Linked DNA regions of Zea mays: region 1 is linked to region 2. Evidence: chromatin contacts called from public Hi-C data. All regions are on one chromosome and are shown on one strand. The core of a region is the stretch at or near the end of the contact, and the rest is flanking DNA. Distances in the headings are between cores, read along the strand shown. Region 1 holds the start of LOC100281263. Region 2 holds the start of LOC100274986.

The links. A called contact is a pair of places that touch in the nucleus more often than the background predicts.
Region 1: a Hi-C map of endosperm shows a contact between it and region 2, with 4 times the contacts expected there. The contact joins the promoter of LOC100281263 here to the promoter of LOC100274986 in region 2. A contact is called at or near these places in 2 of 25 Hi-C or Micro-C datasets (endosperm and tassel).

What each region holds. Positions count from the first base shown.
Region 1 is chr5:53,392,536-53,398,558 of Zm-B73-REFERENCE-NAM-5.0, forward strand. It overlaps LOC100281263, which reads right to left and starts at 3,315. Exons shown (of 1, transcript NM_001154182.2): 1 at 2,218-3,315. The coding sequence starts at 3,197. The coding sequence ends at 2,448.
Region 2 is chr5:53,128,230-53,134,083 of Zm-B73-REFERENCE-NAM-5.0, forward strand. LOC100274986 reads left to right here and starts at 3,455. Exons shown (of 4, transcript NM_001149214.2): 1 at 3,455-4,152. The coding sequence starts at 4,063.

The DNA of each region.
Region 1 (6,023 bases), core at 2,065-4,564, 260 kb after region 2:
TTTTTCCCGTTTATTTATTTAGTTATCAAGTACCACGCCTAGACTACCACGTTAATCAGGAGTAGTGGGCACGCAATGCGGGAACTCCGTGCGGTTGCACGTAGAAAAAATCCAGGAGACGGTTACTGGAATTTAGCAGACCGATTCCGAGAGACTGGTGCGACCCCTCTAGCTGGCGCGCACAACTCATTCTTACTCCTCATTTTCTCAATGTCGTCGCTTACCTGCCCTACCGTCTATGCGTCTGTCGTACAACAGATGAATGGAGAGTGGTGTCTCTGAACCGACACTGGTAATTCGACGATTTGCACGGGTACTATCGAATCAAGTTTCTGGGAGTGCGTCTTGCACGTCCACTCGTGTTCTTCTACTCTAGTCCTGGAAAGCGTTGTAAGTAGATCTACATATTTATGTTTTTTGTGATGCAGATATTTTGGACAGATCTGCTGTTCGTTCATCTTTTATGGGTTAATTGTCATAGGTTAATCAATATATGAGCACTTGGCCAACTGTATTCATTGCAGTTACTGTGCCTCTTAGCTACCCTGAAACAGAGGACGGCTCACCATCGCCAGGCACAGCCACCGAGTGACCGACTCTGCATAACCTGGCGGCCGATCAGGCCAAGCCGAGCCACCACCGCTCCACCAGGCAGCAGTAGGCAGAGCCGCAGCGCAGACACGTTCCAGGCTGCTCAGAGAATCCAAAGTTACTGGCAGTACACGCGGCCGGCCACCCGTGGTTGACTGGCACTAGTAGTAGGTGCAGTGGAGTAACGCCAGGATAGAACACTAGTGGGTGGCAACTGGCATTCTGGCAACAACCAAAACAAACAACCAGACCACGGTTAAAAAATGAATTAAGGATATATTATATATATATAGAGTAATGTTTAATTTAGCTAAAGAGCGTTTTTAAAGAAAAATCGTGGAGCCGTTTTCTCCGTAAAGATACGTGTAACCCACAGACATATCACTTCTCACTTTACAAATCTGTCGTCTATTTTATTGATCCAATGATATATAAATACATTTACTTTTGTATTTATCAATAGCCTACATATATGCACTGTATTATATAATAGATTTTTTAAATTGTTTAGTTGTCTCTGATTAGAGAACGTTTTGGTGTGTACAAGCGACGCCCGAGTAATATGAGAATGTTCCGGTTAAAAAATGAATTAAAGGCATCTACAGTGGTGTTTAATGTATATGATTTTTAGATATCTTTTTGCAAAAAAATCATATATTTATCTCTTCGTAAAGAGACGTATCTAGCTCGTAACACAAATAGCAACAGTCTTCTCACTTCTCGTTGTACAAATTTATCGTTTGTTCTATCGATTCGATACTATATACAAGCACATTTACTTACTCCCTCCGGTTTCCTATTAGTTGTCGTTTAGGACAACGACACGGTCTCCAAAATATAACTTTGACCAATATTTTTTGTTAAAATACAAATGAACTCTTAATACATTTATACTTTTATAAAAGTACTTTTTATGATAAATTGGTGCATATAAATATTAGGTTCCAAAACTAAATAACAAAATAGTTATTTGTAGTCAAAATTTTATAAGTTTGACTCAAACCTTATCCAAAACGACAACTAATAGGAAACCGGAGGGAGTATGTATTTATTAATAAGCTATATTTATAGATATTCTATTGTATAATAAAGTTTTTAGTTGTCTCTTAGAACCGTATTGATGTTCACTGTACATGCCCTAAGCGACGCCCGAGTAGCATGAGAATGTTGGGCTGCCTGCGAGTCATTTGGACCACAGTTTTTTTTCCCCTTTTGACAGCGGCTCCGAGTGCCGGGCCCGGTCGCGCCCGTGGACGGCTGGAACCCGGACGCCGGAGGCGGCTCAAGAGCCAAGACGAACCGGCCGGAATCCGATGAGCTCCGGGTCTCCGGCCTGTCGCCTCGGTGAAAGCCATAGCGACCGACCGTAACTACTGCTCCACGTGCTGCCTGCTGCAGGGAAAAAGTAGCCTCGGAGATCGCGCTCCCCGGAATAAATTTTTAAATTATGATGGGCGTCCGGTCCGATCGTCCGTGACGTCCCGTCCCTCACTCTCCCTGTGGCGGCCAAAAGAGGCCTACACTAGCTACTCGCCTCACCCTCCTGTAGCTAATGCGGCGTACTGTTGGTTCACTGCACGACCTGCTTCCCTTTTGTGTTTGTCCTGCTGTGCAACGATCCAGATCTGGAGAATGCCCGCAGCTACTTTTTACTGTTCAAGATTTCAGATCCCAGGTTTTCAAAACGCAGCAGCAGTAGAGCCGAGTGCATTGCTATACTTAGGGAGGAAGATCTGGAGATTCCGAAGACGCGTGACGGAGGCAAGTGAAACGAACGCACGCCAGAACATCAAAACGCAAACGCAGGCAGAGGATAACTAACAACACGCGGCCGAAGACCTTAAAAAAATAAAAGTTCAGCGGCGGTGCGGGCAGAAGGTGACGACGTAGGAGGCGCCGGCGGAGCAGGTGAGGATGGACGTCGGGTCGTCGTAGGCGTAGGAGTAAGCCTTGGGGCACGCCGACTTGAAGAGGCGGGAGTAGGCCGTGGGCTTGCACTGCTGGGGGCTCCCGAACTGCCCCGTGCAGCAGTACTGCGGCGCGCCGTAGGCGGCGCAGGCGCTGCGGCACCCCACCACGCGGCCCTCGCCGCGGACGGCGAGCCCCGCGGGGCACACGCGGTTCAGGTCGCTCACGCACCCGGCCGCCGCGCACCGGGCGCCCGACCCGTGCACCGGCGTCATCGCGATGGGGATGTTGTACCCGTCCACAAGGCTCACGTCGTAGAAGTCCTGGGACGACGCGGTGCCCAGGGTGATCTCCGCCAGCGTGGCCGGCGGCGCGCCCCCGGCGCCGCCGCAGTAGAGCGCGCCGCCGCAGTCGCCCGTGGCGCACCGCCCGCGCCCCGCCGCGTCGAACGAGCACCCCTGCCGCCCCCACACGCGCCCCGACCACCCCGCGGGGAGCCGCACCGACGCCGACCGCCCCGGCGCCAGCTGCAGCCCGCCGCGCGCCAGCACCTCCTTCCCGGCGCTCGGCTGGATGCCCGGCCACACCGTCTCCCCGCACCGGTTGTACAGCACCAGCGTCGACGCCGACGCGCCGCACACGGACGCCGCCACCACCAGCAGCGCCGTTGCCACGGCGCGCAGTGCCATTGTTGCCATGGCTGGGCGTCACTACCTCACGCGGAGAAGGAGAGTGATCTCTATAGCTCTAGCTCTAGCTCGCTTGGAGTGTGGAGTGTCGTGAGAGCGTTGTGGGGCTCGTGCGCGCGTATTTAATGAGTGGGAGAGAGTGACTGTGGGGTGTCAAAAGGTTGGTGGCCTCTGTACTGTGGGGTCAACACTCCACACCACACTTGCTCGCTCGCGGAACAGAAAACATGTTTGGCGGCATCAAACATGCGTCGCTAATGAGTCAAATACGGGAAAGTGACAGGTCAAAACTCCAAAAATCACTGGCTCTTTCATATGGTCCCTCAATTCCAAACTACAATAGTACAATACAATACTTGTAAAAAAACTACAATACATTTGATTTTTCTAGTCATGTAGCCAATAACATCATGTTTGTCATGTTCTCTAATTCTTTCTTTCTTTTCTGGCTGTGTACATCTTGTAGATGCAAGGCCGGGAGATGATTTTAATCAGACTTTTAAATACAATGAAAATCTTCCTTATCAGAAAATAGAAACGGAAAACGCATTTTGCTATACATTTAATAAATGTACAATATGTGCGGATGCATACATAGTTTGAAAGAGGGTACTATGTGGGAAGGAACATGTGGAGAAACAATAAAAGAATTGTTGAGGTATGCTTCGTAGCCGAAGATCCTAAAGAAATAGAACACCTTCGGCAGATCCTATCAGAAGCAGCGCCGAAGCTATCACCTATAAAGCTTCGGCACGGTGACAGATCTCAAGACGAAGGGGTGGACCGACTTAAAGATGAAATGACTTAAAAGACCCGCAATGTTTTGTGTCATTATTATAGTCGATTGTAAGGGGTATAAATGTAATTTTACACAGGCTGCGCCCTGTGCTTATAAATAGATGAATAGTACCCATGTACTGTTCACGCAATCCTGTAGCTGCCGACACATTACGCTGGAATTATTGTTTTCTGCTAAGACGAAGGTATAAATGTACTTGAATACTGTATTTTAATATTTAAAGTTCACATAATAAAATGTGCGAATAGAGCTATCTATTTTTAATATATCTTTCTATAATGTTTCATGTTTCATATTGTTTTATAAGTCTGATCACGAAGGTGTGACCTTCGTGATATTTTACTCATGACCTTCGTCCGAAGCTCATTAAATCCTTGGGGAGATAATGCTTCAGCGGATGAAGAGCATTAATACTTAACATTTTTGTGTTGCCTTGTTCTTAATTCATAGCATTTGAGAACAAGTCCCCAACATTGGCGTCCACCTCCGGTGAACTCACTTCCACTTTTTTGAGCTGATGGCTTCGTTCAACAATCAAAATGGAGCTGCTTCGGCTCCGAAGCTGATACTCCCGATAACAGGCGGTTCATGCTCAGAGCCAGCCAACAAGAAGTAGAAGAAGGAGGCACAGAGAAGGGTACATCATGTCGGGGTGCAAGGACCTTTCATCAAGTCAAGATGGTCCCACATCCCAATTACCTTCTCCCAAGAGGACCTTCAGCTCAAGGATTACCCTCACAATGATGCTATGGTTATTTCTTGTGTCATCAAAGGATTTCTGGTCCACAATGTTCTGGTTGATACAGGCAGTGCAGCGGATATTATATTTGCTAAGGCCTACAGACAGATGCAAGAGCCAGAGGATAAGATTCATGATGCTACACACCCTCTTTGTGGTTTCGGAGGAAGGCAGATTGTAGCGCTTGGCAAGATCACAATGCCAGTGACCTTCGGATTTGTGAACAATACAAGGACTGAGGAAGTTGTGTTCGATATTGTCGACATGGAGTACCCCTACAATGCAATCATTAGTCGTGGGACACTCAATGCTTTTGAAGCAATTCTTCACCCAGCATATCTTTGCATGAAGATACCTTCGGATCAAGGGCCTATTGCTATTCATGGAAGTCAGGAAGCTGCCAGAAAGGCCGAAGGAAACTGGACAGATTCAAAAGCAATCCATAACATAGATGAGGCCGAAGCTTGTGAGCAATACAAATACAGAAGGGAGAAGGCTGCTTCGGCTGATCAGCCAAAGCCCATGCTTTTATGTGAAGATATAGCAGAGCAGAAGGTGCTGCTAGGATCTCAATTGTCTGAGGAGCAGGAGAAAACCCTGATAAGGTTCCTGTTCAATAACAAAGATGTCTTCGCATGGTTAGCTAATGATCTCTGTGGTGTCAACAGGGATGTTATTGAACACTCGCTCAATGTTGATCCATCCTTCAGACCCAGAAAGAAGAGGCTTCAGAAAATGTCTGATGACAAAGCCGAAGGTGCTCGGAATGAAGTGAAAAGACTTCTTAGCGCTGGAGTCATCAGAGAAGTAAAATATCCAGAATGGCTAGCTAACACTGTTATGGTGAAGAAGGCCAATGGTAAATGGAGAATGTGCATTGATTTTACTGATCTCAACAAGGCTTGTCCGAAGGATGAATTTCCATTACCAAGGATAGATTCTCTAGTAGATGCAGCAGCTTCGTTAGAGCTCATGAGTCTATTAGATTGTTATTCAGGCTATTATCAAATCTGGATGAAGAAGGAAGATGAGCCAAAAACCAGCTTCATCACCCCCAGTGGTTGTCACACCCGGTTTTAGAAGGCAAACCGAATGCGAACCATGTACGTGCCAGGATCAGCAATTCACGTACACAGCAGTTACATAACATGGACATCATCACACAGTGCTCAAATAGTATTAAAAGGGAAATAATAGTCGATTACATCATACGTCTGAGACGCCCACATAGTCCTTACAATAAATCAAAGTGCGGAAAAGAAACGTAGATAAACGCGGCCTTCACAAGCAGCCGACT
Region 2 (5,854 bases), core at 2,205-4,704:
TCATGTGCTGCTCTGCATCTCCCCCAACTGGGCGTCATGTGCTGCATCTTTGACTGACACCGCTAGCTACTAAACCCTCGATCCGGGTCTAAGACTGAGTGACGGGAGAGGGAGGGAGCTGGATCACGTGACGCGGGCACGTGACGCGCCGCGGAGAATACTCTGCTCTGCTCTGTTACCTGTCCAAACAAGTTTATTCCCTTACCTTCCACTCGATTCTATTCTGATTAGCGGTAGAAGATTACCGACCTGAGGCACTTTTTAGTCTTTGGAGCGGCCATGGAGCGGTGGTTACTGACTTACTGCAGAGCGAGCGAACGTGGCGGCTGAATAAACAAGGAGGACGAGACGGTCTGTTTCTGCGGGATCCTTGCCTGCCGGGGACTAGTAGTCGAGATCGCCATTAATTACCGGCAGGTAAAGAATTTTCCGCTGCGATCCCGTCTGATGACTCAGCAGCGGCCCAGAAGATTCAGTGACAGCCGCCTGCCAGCGCCAGTGCACTCGCATAGGGATCGGCGCCACGGCGACAGGGCAGGGGAATGGATCCTAGGAAGGAGGTGGACGAATACGGGTGCTGGCAGGGGCTCTCTAGGTACCAGTGCCCCCACCCTTTTGAGTTTTGATGGTCGGTCAAGTTTTTTTTTCCTTTTCTTTTACAGGATGGCGTGATGTGGCGGTCCTACTGCAGGGACTGCAAAAGGAACATCCGGGGTCCAGATCTATTCAGAGGATCGGAGGAACAAGGTAAACCCTTCGTTCATACATGTCGTCGTTTTCCAAATTACAGCTTGCGGGGGGGGGGGGGGAGGGGTGAACAATCTGTTACATTATTCCTGCTCTTTTTTTTTTAAAAAAAAAAAGGAAAGGCAGTCGAAACTGCTGTCGTACAACGAACGGTACAAGTGTTCTGCAACTCTGTGAGCGAGGGTTGCACGGACAAAAACATTACTGCCGGGAAAGTTAAAGAGGCCCGCCCATCAAAATCCGATCCAAGGCCGCCTTTCTTCCCAGACGGCTGCGCCCAGCTCGTGTTGTTCCAAGCCGAGTTCGTCGTCACTCTCTCGATCCGATCCCTCCTCTCTCTGCCTGCCTGCCTGCTGCCGGCTACCGGAACGCCCTCTTCCTCGCGCACGTTCGTCAGTAGTAGCTGCCATATGCCCTGGTAACTGTTTTGGAGCTGATCCACTGGGCGGTTTTGCTCCTCTTGCTGAAGCTAGCTAGCACCAGGCCAGCTGCTTAGGTGATGTGGTGATGTCGTACTACTCGTACCTCTCTCTCTGTCATCGGTTCTGGATGGGATTCCGGCCGGATCTGGGTATCTTCCGGCCCAAGCTCGCGGCGGCCTGCTTGAAGGGAGTGGTCCCGCCGCCGACCCGCATCTGCTGCTGCTGCTCGGCCTCCTGCCGGCTCGTGGACGGCCGCGACACCGCCAGCAGCGGCAGCAGCATCCGCCGTCGCACCACCGCTGCAGCCTTCAGCTCAGCCGGCGCCTCGGCCGATGAACACGGCGGGGTGAGCAGGAGGAGGACGAACGCCGCCAGCAGCAGCGCCGGACACACCACGGCCCTGCTCCTGCTGCTACGGCCCATCATATCTGCACTTGCTTCTGCAGAGACCAGCGTGCGGTGTGCTCTAGAGGCAAGGATAGATCGAGCTAGGAGAGACTGTGGGGAGTTGGCTAGAGCCCTAGAGGGAGTATAGAGCACTACTAGTACTGTGTCATTCCACTAGCTTGCATGCATGTACTCTAGACTCTAGAGTAGTAGCAAGCGGCGTCGTTAGCATGTACTCTAGAGTGCCTGCCGTGGGAACTCATGTGCTGCTTCCTGCCTTTGTTTTTCCCGCATCGTCCCAAACTGGGCGCCATGTGCTGCATCTTTGACTGCGTCGACTGGCATGACGCCGCTAGCTAAAAGCCTAAAACTAAAACCAGCGGGGGTTAGTTGGCGTCGACGGAATCACGGAAGGCAAGGGAAGGGGAAGATGTCAGTGGGCCACTTCGCCTCAGACTGGTTTTACACACGGATTAAAGAACCCTTCTGATGACGGTGGTCGGTAGTACTCTGTTCTGTTCTAATCACTAACCGTCAGGCTGCGTAACGCTACCTGCACGGAGGCTGCACTGCTGCAGCCACCAACATGCTCTGCGCTGAGTTTCAAAGCGGTTTTTTCTTCGGACGGAACCAAAGTCTGAACCACAGCTGTGCTGAGTTTCAGAGCAGAGAGATCATTGCACAAAGACAGACAGGGCGCCAAAAAGGCACGGAGTCATTCGTCAAGCGACCACCGCACCACACATCTGTTCTGTTCGCCGGCGTGGGAAGGCGCCGTGCGTGCGTGCACGCCTTACGCCTTACACCTTGATAGAATAATAAAAAAAAACGGGCCGGAGGATCAGCCAGAGACAGCCGTGCCTCTTGGCTGGAAAGCGGAGCTCCTTTTCCCCGGCGCCCCGATGGGTGGTTTCGGTACGGCGGCGTGCGGCGCCACCGCCCCGCGCTACGCGTGGCCTGCCCCCAGCCGGCGAGCACGGGCTCCGGCTACCTTTGCCACAGTTCGTGGCTAACTGTGTCACACTTTAACTAAGATTAATCGTTCGAGTTAAAGAATTAATCTTAATAAGAAAAGTTAGATAAAATGTGGCGAGTTAGGTAGCGAACCAAACAGAGTCCGCGCGCGTGACTATGGACACTACCTAATTATATAGGGTACCGACAGCCGTGACGAATCTAGCCAACAACATTGTTGAAGTCAGCAAGACCAGATTTAATACATGATACAAATTTTCTTAAACTTTAACAATATTTTTCTAAAGAATTCATAAATTTTATCGGGTCAGCCAAACACCCCTAGTCCGGTCCCTGACCGACAGTTTCACTGCCGGCAAATTAGGGGTCTGTTTGGTTCAGCTTTTTTCTGACCAGCTTTTCTAAAAATCTGGCTGTGGAGAGAATCTGGATGTGGGGAGAATCTGAGTATCATTACGATTACGTGTGGAGGAAGATAAAGTTATTCATAAGGCTCAGGATCTAGAAAGTGACGGATTCCTACTGTTACAACGACTCAACCGATTATGTGTTTATGTTAATTTTTGATGGTTTTTGTCCCAATAAATTTTATAGAAGCTGCCTGAAAAGTTAAACGTTTGACAGTCCGTAACAGCTTTTGGTGGCCAGAAGCTGCCAGAATCCGAAACAAAGGCCCTAGATGAGATGAGGCATCAGCCGCATCTGATCTGAATTGTTGTATGCAGCGTATGATTGGATCACTGGACACGTTACTAGTGCATACTCCCTCCGTTTTTATATATTTGACGTTGGTATGCGCCCATGCCCCTGGGCTCTGGCCACATATGTACACAGGCGCAAGTAACGCAATATGAGATCATGCCGTGGTCTGGGAAGAAGCAGGAGCGGGGATGGGCATCTGCTGGTTCATCCGGCCTGCCTGCCCCTATATATATTATACAAACAAGTGCCGACGAGGTTGATGGGAGGATCTGTTGCCAGTCTTGGATGCATGCTACTGAACGTGAACATGTAAATATCTGTACGTCTGCAAAGGCAGCTGCAGCAGAGAGGGGAGGGGGGAAATTCCAATCTCAGCAAACAGTTCCTGCCAGTTTCAGATCCAGATGCCAAAGAACAAGGCCCCCCAAACCGGACGCTCTATTTTCTAGTTTCTACAGCATAGTACTGCCGAAACAACACGCATCACTGGAACTTCCTGATCGACGACCCAGGTTTGGGAGCCTCCAAGAACTTGCAACGGCCTGTGCCGCTCGGTTCCATCTCCTCGGTCTTCCGTTTCCGGCTTGGGCGGCGAGAAGAGAAGGCGCCGCGGGCAGCGGCTGCCGGGGTTGCGCTTATACGCGAGCGCGCCTGGCCGCCTGCTCAGGGGGTGAAACGGGCCGGTAAGAACGGGAAGTGTTAGCCCAGAAAAGGCCCATCTACCTGTGAACATGGATCGCGGTGAACGCCCGCGACGCCTTCCCCGGCCGCGGCGGCCTCCCCGCCCGCACAGCCACTGGCCGTGACGGAGCGGCCCCTCCCGTTCCTCATGGATTCGCGCGCGTTCTTCCTTTCTGGGCGAGGGCGACCACCGGAAGGCAGCAGCCGGCAACCGCGACTGTTGACATTTGCGTTAGAGGTTGGTGCTGTGCTTTTTTTTTTTTGCTAGGGCTTGCTGGTGTTAGGCGTTGTGCATTGTGAAAATTGTCGGGCTGTTAGGATTTTGTAATCTGGGGAAGTGTGCATTGCTTATGGTCTTGCTTCCACCATTGTGCTGCTGTGGTTGCTCTAGGACTGCTGGAAACCATGTAGGCTTACGCATCATATTGTTGTGGACGGAGGAGGGAACCAAAACTGGAATCAAACAATACCGACTATGCTTTAAGTTAGATTACGAACACCGCTGATTCATAAATTGCCCCCTCTCAGAGCAATAACAGTAAGCTAAAATTCTGAAGAATGGTATATCTTGTCCCCCTTCACAGATTATTTTTTTTTTAAAAAACAGCGAAGTCCATCTTTCTTCCTCAATTATGCTATCTATACAACAATCTTTTAAATACGTGCATCTGTACACCTAGTTCTAGAAATGTTTGTGAATTAATTGATAGCTGAATATGCCTTCAAAGTGCTTTCACTGTTCCTGCAATTGAACTTGAGTGCTATAGGTTTCAGATAAGAAGAGGGAAGCTCATAGCTGTGAGCCTTTTCTTTCCAAAGATTTACATACACACCTGTACAACTTCGCTAGGGTACAAACGAACGCATACTTAACAAGAGCCCCATGCTCTTTTTTTGCACTTTTCATGTTCAATTGTTTGAACTAGGAGGTGCAATATTTCCACGGAAGGAATAAGTAAAATTGTATAAGGGAGGGCCTCATGACAGCGAGTGAGCGAGGCTTTTCTTTCAGAAATGTACACTACTGTGCTCTTTGTTAGAAACTCTTCCTTCTACTGAAGTTACACCTAGTCGGGTGGAGTACAATATCACCACCTACAATATGTTCTCCTTTAACTACAGCTGCACTTGCACCTGCTGGGGCTCAACTATGGTTTCCAGGCAGTACACCACCTCTTGGATGGTTGGCCTCAATCCAGGATTGTGGTTGATGCACTTATAGGCTACTTCAAGCACATTCAGCATTTGCTCGTCATGTCCTCTTCCTCTGAGAGCTGGATCCAAGACCTCAATATCCTTCCCTTGGGACCTCATCTCTCTTACCCATTGGACAAGTTCTTTCGACTTGGTCAAAACCTGGACAGGCCTCTTCCCTGTGAGCAGCTCAAGCAAGACCACTCCAAAACTATATATATCACCTCTCAGGGTGGCCACCCAGGCTTGTCCATACTCGGGAGGAATGTAACCAAGAGTGCCTACCAGCTCTGTCGTGACATGTGTGTTGTAAGGAAGGATCAATCTTGCAAGGCCAAAATCAGCGACATAAGCATTGAATTCTCTATCAAGTAAGATGTTGCTGGACTTGACGTCACGGTGAACAATGTTAGGGTTGCAGGTGTTGTGGATATAAGAAAGGCCCCGTCCTGCTCCTTGTGCAATCTTGAGTCTTGTTGGCCAATCTAGAAATGAGTTGGCATTGTCCGTGTTGTGAAGCCAATCATCAAGACTCCCATTCTCCATGAAAGAATATATGAGGAGCCTCGAGTTTCCCTGGATACAATAACCCCATAGTGGCACAAGATTCTCATGTTGTGCCATAGAGAGTGCTTCAACCTCTGCTGTGAATTCTCTTTCCATCAGACACATTTCACCATTGAGTTTCTTGATCGCAAGCTTGGATCCACAGGGTAGCTCAGCCTTATAGACTAGACCATTACCTC